Regions from separate parts of the Mus musculus genome. Here region 2 is linked to region 1. The links are chromatin contacts, called in public HiCAR-type maps. All regions are on one chromosome and are shown on one strand. The core of a region is the stretch at or near the end of the contact, and the rest is flanking DNA. Distances in the headings are between cores, read along the strand shown. Region 1 has its middle 55 kb from the start of Tars. Region 2 has its middle 4.2 kb from the start of Gm34759.

Region 1 (3,631 bases), core at 106-2,605:
GAGTGACCAGTACACACATATACACATACATGTGGGTGCACACACACATACACACACACACACACACACACACACACACACACACACAGAGAGAGAGAGAGAGAGAGAGAGAGAGAGAGAGAGAGAGTAAAAGGATGGTGATTTAAGAACACCATCAATGCCTTAAGGCTCCAGGGCAGACCCACTGACTCAGAGTCTGTACTGTTGATATCAAAGTGTCTATGTTCCTAAAGTTGTACGACTAATTATAATACCTCACCACAGGGTTGGCACTATGGTATGTATGCCTGTAAACCCAGAACTTGGGAAGCTGAGACAGGACTCTTACAAGTTTAAGCCTTGCCTATGCTACATATGAAGACCCTGTTTCAAAAACAAACAAAAAAAAAAAAAGGAAAAAAAAAGATTTTAAAAAGTCACTTAAGAGCGTGTAAGGCAATCCATGGATATAAGTCTGCCTAGTCTTTGCTGTTTGTGAAAGAGCACTGAGGTCCACATTAAGCATTTGAGGGTGAAGCCAGTCTTTGACCACATGTTCTCCATATGACGTGAGCAAGTTCCTGTGGATCCTATGGGAGGTTTTGTTTCCTTACTTGTAAAGTTCACAGAACAATACACCTCCTCACTCACACTTTTATATGCGTTAAACCACCACTTAGCATGCCATGCCAGAGAGATTGGGCGGAAATACTTCAAATACTATCTGCTTAGAGTTTACCACCTCTGGAGCACGTTGTTTTCATCAGTCCTGTTAGCTAAATGAGGAAGGGAGGCCTAAGCCCACCAACGACCCTTGCAAGAAAATTACTAACATTAAGCTACTTAAATTTCTCTCTAATAACTCAATCGAGCAAGTGGGTAGGATGACATAAAGAAACTAAAATATGAACTTCTTCATTTTAAAATGAAAGATAATCTAGTCATGAGCGCTTGTGACACTCAGCCTACACATCACTGAAACAAACAAACAAACAAACAAAAAAAAAATTTAAGAAACCTGTCTGAAAAAAATAAAAAAGCATGAAGCTCTAAAAGCTGTCCCGTCATCACGTTAACACCATCTCGTCAGGGGAACACTAGCAAACGTGTGTGTTAGTGGAGCGGCTGTTGCAATAAATCCTTGGAGGACCGATCGAAAAGGGGGGAAAATTCCTCGAACATTTATGAAAATGTTTTTCTTGGTTTGGTAATAAATGTTTATAACACTGGGTGTTTGCCAGCGTGGCTTTCCTTATACAATAGCTTTGTGAACATTTTTAAACTATCACAGGAACCGGCGCTAGGAAGGAGCTGGGAGGATAAAATGAACAGTCAGTAATATTCTTTCAGAGGACTGGACTGCATGAACATTTCCAGATTTGATTGCTATGAGTCACAAATTCCAAAGGCCTAATCCTTCTCCCTATCACAGTACAGTTAGATTTCACCAGTCCCTGCGGAGAGATAGAGAACCAGCTCTTTGCAAACATTAGGAACAAAGCCATCTTATTAGTCTATTGGGACATGAAAACCAAGTTTGGTACCTGAGCAGAAAAAAAATAAAATAGGAAAGGGCTGTGTGCAAAGCTGCCATCCATGTACAGACACGAATGTGATAGCGATTCCAAAGGACGGCTTTGCAAAACAGGAAAATGCTCAACTATGATGATTCACATTTCCACCTAAGGTGGAATTTCTAAAGCAGACTGTTTCCAACAGACTTCGCAGTATAACAATTCTTTTGGCGGGTGCCAAGGGGAAAAAAGAGAGCCAATTGAAAGCACAAGTCTCCATGTGAACATGTGTCGTTGTTTCTAGACTTTGTTTTCCTCAAGAGAGGTTTAGGTGAAATTCTTTTTTAATTTCCTATGGAAAGGGCAACTTAAAGGGACTATCCAAGCCTCACACTCTGGAGAACTCGCAAAGAAAATTCTAAAGGAAAGATAAAGTTAAGAAGGAGCATGTCCACATGGACAGACCATATCCTCCAAACCTGAAGCATGCTCAGAACAAGAGGAGCAAATGTTCAAAGACCAGTCACACAGCTGGAGGCTGTATTGTGGTGGCTTTTACTAGACTGTAAACAGTGACGGTCTCAGAGCTTATCTCAAAACCTAGATCCAGAAATCTTGAGGATAGGGAAAGGGATTTGTGCTTATTTTGAAATGTCCAACACAATCTAACATTTTGAATCCTCCTTCTCTGGTTGTAATACTGTTCTGAGGGATGTGGAGTCTTGAGGGATCTAGCGGGTGCAGGCAGGGTATACTGATGTCAGTCTGTTTATGCTGCTTCCTGATCTGCTAAGATGTGAAGGGCTGCTCAACCTCACACTCCTGGCACCATGGACAGTTGCACCCAATGGCCCTTGTCCACTATGATAGACTGTGCCTCTCTGAAACCATTAGACAAAATAAAGCTCTGCCTTCTTTGATTCTGTCAGGTATTTTGGTGTTTGCTGGCACAACTTTCTTTATACAATGGCTTTGTGAACATATTTTTTAAACTAGTGGACAAACTGGTGCTAGGCAAGAGCTGGAACAACAAAATCGACATGTAGTAATGTTCTTACCAAGGACTGCATGACTACTTCCAGGTTTGATTGCTATGAGTCACAAATTCCAAAGGTTTCATCTTTTTCCCTACCACAGTGCAGTTAGATTTCACAAGTCCCTGCAGAGATAGAGATTTAATTCTTTTCAAACTTTGGAAATAATGAACACAGAAAACCAATCCCAGAGAAGTAGGGTGTGGTGATTTAAATAAAAATGCCCCCTCCCAATTAAGCTCATATATTTGATTACCTGGTCTCCAATTGGTGGGACAGTTTGGGAAGGATTAAGAGGTGTGGCCTTGTTGGTGTGTCACTGAGGCTTAAGGTTTCCAAAGCCTCTTGTCATACCCAGCATGCTCCTCTCCTCTTGCTTGCAGGTCAAAAAGTGATCTCCTGGCTCTTCTTCCCACCAAGCCTTTTGTTCCACTACTGTGTGCTATAAGCCAAAATTAAAACTATAAGCCAAATTAAACACATTCTTTTATAAGTTCCCTTGGGCATGATGGTTTATCACAGCAATAGATGATACATCTGTGTACTTCATGGACACATGTAAGTACTTTGTGGATGTGTGTGCAAAAGTCTAAAGATGAGATCAGAATGCCCATAAGAATACCAACAGTAAAATACATTCAGAGTGTCAGTTAGGAACAGAAATAGAAATGGAAATTCAGAGTTTAACATTTGCCTAGCTGATTTTTAGACTTGCTTTTGTCCAGTTTTTCCTCACTTTGCTCCCTCTGGAATAGTAACGAATAGTCGGTGCCACTGCACGTTGGAAGTATGTGATCTGCTTTTTTATTTTGATATTACAGGGGTGACAGTTAAGAGATTGCCTTGAGTCTCAGAAGAGACTTTGAATTCTGAGCATTTAAATAGTGTTGAGACTGTTATAGTTCATGGGGACTTTTGAAGTTGAACTGAATGCATTTTTGCATTATGATAGGGCTACAAGCCTATGGGAGCCAAGGACTGCAATGTGATTGTTTGAAAAAGAGCAGGCCCCATAGGCTCATATAATTGAATGCTTAAGGAGTGGTGCTATTTGAAAGAATTAGTAGGTATGGCTTTCTTGAAGGAAGTATGAGCTTTGATGTT
Region 2 (3,841 bases), core at 939-3,438, 630 kb before region 1:
ATACGAACTCGTCTCCAAAACAGTATCAAGAAAACACTTGACAAATCTTGGCCTTGTATTGTGATTTTCTTTTTCATGTGGTTTATGTTTGTTGTTTTCTCCCCCCCTGGTCCCCCTTTATATTGAGGGGCACAGGGTCTCTGTCATTGGTCTTGTTGATAAAAGAGTTTAGAAGTGGATACAAGCCCTGTGTGGCATCTTTAATCCCAGCACTCAGAAGGCAGAGGCATGCTAGGCAGTGGTGGCACAAGCCTTTAGTCCCAGCACTTGGGAGGCAGAGGCAGGCAGATTTCTGAGTTTGAGGCCAGCCTGGTCTACAGAGTGAGTTCCAGGACAGCCAGGGCTACACAGAGAAAGAGAAACCCTGTCTTGAAAAACAAAACAAAACAAAATAAAACAAAACAAAGCAAACCAACCAAACAAAAAAGAACAAGAACAAGAAGAACAAGAACAAGAAGGCGGCAGAGGCAGGAGGATGTCTTTAAGTCTGAAACCAGTCTGGACTACATAGAGAGTTCCAAGACACTGAGGAGTATAGAAAGACCTTGTCTCAAAAAACCCACCCCCCTCCCCTCAACAAATGGATACAGAAAGGTACATGATGACAATTTACTGGAGTTAGAAAAGATGACAGGTCAGACAAGTCAGAGATTTAAGTAGCTGAAGGAAGGAGACAAATGGGAAAAAGAAATTAAGTGTTTAGTTAAACCAGAGGCTCTCAGCCTTCCTGATGCTGTGACCCTTTAATACAGTTCCTCATGTTGTGGTGCCCCAAACTGTAAAATTATTTTTGTTACTTCTTCATAACTGTAATTTTACTCCTGTTATGAATCACAGTGTGAATATCTGCATTTTCCAATGGTCTTGAGTGACCCTAGTGAAAGAATTATTCGACCCCCCTAAAGGGGCGGCAACCCGCAGGTTGAGAACCACTAGTTTAATAGAGTGCAAGCAAGAAGATACACTAAAGAGGAAAGGGGACTATGACAGGAGAAAAAGAGCTCTCACACTAAGTAAAGGTTACAGATACAGAGGCAGTTACAGTACTCAGCAGATAGAGGCTCCTGCCACCAAATCTGGTGACAGGAATCCAGGCCCTACAACTCTCTTGTTGGAAGGAAAGAGTCTGGTTTTCCTCTGACCACTACCCAAGTGCTGTAGGGTGCGCGCGCGCGCACACACACACACACACACACACACACACACACACACACAAATGCATCCTACTGGATCTGTTTAATGTTTCCTGTATGTATGAATATTTAGGGTTGACCACTTAGAATTGGATAATCTGTCACGAGGCTTGTGTCTGGAGAAGGTGGCCATCCATTTCCTGTAAGATCTGTGACACCTCACCTCCCAAATCGTCTGAATACAGCCTGAGGAGGCTGTTCCTGCAAAGCTATCCCAGAGAAAAGTTCTGTGTGGATGTTGACTAGAAGAGACATGAAATACAAAACCAGAAAAACCTAAAAGTCTCCTATTGTACATTGTAGTTTACCTCCAGACCACCAGGGGGTGCATGGGTTTTGGTCAAAGACTTGGGCTGTGCTGGAGTAAGGTTGAGGGAATTTTTTCCAGGTCTGTGTAGGGCAGGTGAGGAAGTGGTTGTGCAGCCTCTTTCTATGAGCCATGGGAATTAACCCTTTGACTGGCAGAGTGGGATATGTCTTGTCTGATTTTGGATGCTGTCGGCGGCCACTGTTATTAAGACACCGTCAAGATAGAACATTAAGCAAATGTGCTTATTTTTGGTTACTGATGCCTTCGTTTGAGCAGGTTTCTGATGCTTTCTTCTGTGTTTCCTTTCAGGCCCCATCCCTGGTCCAGGGCAAAGCCTGCAAAAACGGAGTATGAGAAAGATTCACAAGTCATTCTCAACTTTGCCATCAGTGATGACCTCACAGAGAAGGCCAGATACCTTGGTGTACAGAAAGAATCACAAATGGCACCGAAATTCCTAGAAGCAAGGCTCCATCTTGCATTTGTTGCTTTTGTCTGTTCGGTTTTAAGGTTGAGAGCAGATGGCCTGGCTGCATCAGTAACAAATGAAGTCAGAGCTGACTAGGGAAAAGAGCTGCAGAGCCAAGAGGGGAGGGAAGCTGAGCTAATATCCCCCACCCTACATCTCTCTGGGGCACTATTACTGCAAATATAGCCTCCCTCCAGCCCCCACCGAGCCACCTGGAGGAGAGCATGTAAAAATAGAACTTTCTGGACTGCATCCCAGCGTGAACATCTGGACCTCCAGTCTTGCTCCGCTTGCATTTTGAACGGAGTTCCCACGTGATGTCTTATGGATAAACATGGCCTGTGGAAGGAGAGGTAAGCCTCCTGGGGTGTGTGGGAGGGGAGACCGCTGCTCAGGGTGATACTGTTGCATCAGGCTTCAAGCAACACATCCCAGGGAGGCTGCCCTGTGTAAAGCTAAGTGACCAGAATCCGGACCTGAGGGGCTAGGGAGGAGGTGTGAGATGTTCAAAGCTAGAGTGTGAGCAACATGAGGAGCCATCAGCAGGGTAAGTGGGCCACAAGTTCCATCTTGTGTTTTCTTTGATTGGTGGTTTAGTTCCAAGAGCTCTGGGGGTACTGGTTAGTTCATATTGCTATTCCTCCTATGGGCCTTCAGACCCCTTCAGCTCCCTGGGTATTTCTCTGGCTCCTTCATTGGGGACCTTGTTCTCCGTCCAATGGATGACTGTGAGCATCCACTTCTGTATTTGTCAGGCACTGGCAGAGCCTCACAGGAGACAGCTATATCAGGCTCCTGTCAGCAGGCTCTTGTTGGCATCTGCCTAGTGACTAGGTTTGGTGGTTGTTTATGGGGTGGATCCCCAAGTGGGGCAGTCTCTGGATGTGGCTCTAGCTGTATATGTAGCAGAGGATGGCCTAGTTGGTCATCAATGGGAGGAGAGGCCCTCGGTCCTGTGAAGGCTGTATGCCCCAGTATAGGGGAATGCCAGGACCAGGAATGGGAGTGGGTGGGTTGCAGAGCAGGGGGAGGGGATAGGGGGTTTCTGGAGGGGAAACTAGGAAAGGGGATAACATTTGAAATGTAAATAAAGAAAATATCTACTACTACTACTAATAGTAATAATAATAAAGAAGGGTAAGTGGGGCCTCTGCGAGGGAAGCTGAGCCATCCCTGCTCTGTGCCACAGAGAAACTCCCAGAAGCCCAAAGCAATGTTGAGCGATGCTGGTTGTATCAGCAAACGCCTGTGAATACCCCCTCTTGCTCCAGAATGTCTTTTATATTGCAGGCAAGCATCTTCCTTAATTTTTCCCTCCTAGCTCTTCCCCACCTTCAGCTTCACTTGAGTCAGATTTTGTTTTGTTTTTTTAATATTCTTTTCAAATGCCCGTGGGGAGGGGGAGGGAGAGATGAAGCTTCTATCGAGAGTTACAGGGATTTGTGTATTCTTTTTACAACGTTTTGACTTCTCTCACTCTGACAAATATTTTCATTTCACTTTGAGGCTAACCTGGTCTATCCAGCGAGTTCCAGGCCATTGAGAGAAGCAGCGGAGAGAACCTGGAGGAAAACTTAGCAGTGCATAGGCAACTGGAGTACAAAGGATGGAGACCTCTAGGTTGTTTGCACATCTGGAGCATGTGTTACATCCATACACGCTGTTACCTATGGGCGTGATGCTAGGCAGGGTAGCAGTGTTCCAGTCCTCCCCACTTCCCCCTGGCTTCTCTCAGATGCTCAGGCTCGATCTATGCGCCCCACCCTCCACTCCACTCCCCTGTCTCCCTTGCCTGCGCTCTACTTGTCGTAGTCTCTCAAGGACCCCGGTTGAAGAAGATTAATCTCCACACTTGTTCCCAAGGATTTT

What was found. HiCAR-type assays count read pairs that join an accessible place to other places.
Region 2: a contact with region 1 is called in a HiCAR-type map of fibro-adipogenic progenitors, with 4 times the contacts expected there. The contact joins two enhancer-like sites. A contact is called at or near these places in 3 of 115 datasets of contacts at active chromatin or transcription factors (embryonic stem cells and fibro-adipogenic progenitors).

Annotation. Positions count from the first base shown.
Region 1 is chr15:11,453,170-11,456,800 of GRCm38.p6, reverse strand. No RefSeq gene overlaps it. Among named protein-coding and RNA genes, the nearest start is that of Tars, 55 kb to the right of the region's middle. Within about 2 kb of position 1,355, at least 40 of the 459 cell types and tissues checked have an H3K27ac peak or open chromatin away from gene starts, as enhancers often do. A contact at or near this core is called in fibro-adipogenic progenitors, where this site is marked.
Region 2 is chr15:12,082,763-12,086,603 of GRCm38.p6, reverse strand. No RefSeq gene overlaps it. Among named protein-coding and RNA genes, the nearest start is that of Gm34759, 4.2 kb to the right of the region's middle. Within about 2 kb of position 2,188, at least 32 of the 459 cell types and tissues checked have an H3K27ac peak or open chromatin away from gene starts, as enhancers often do. A contact at or near this core is called in fibro-adipogenic progenitors, where this site is marked.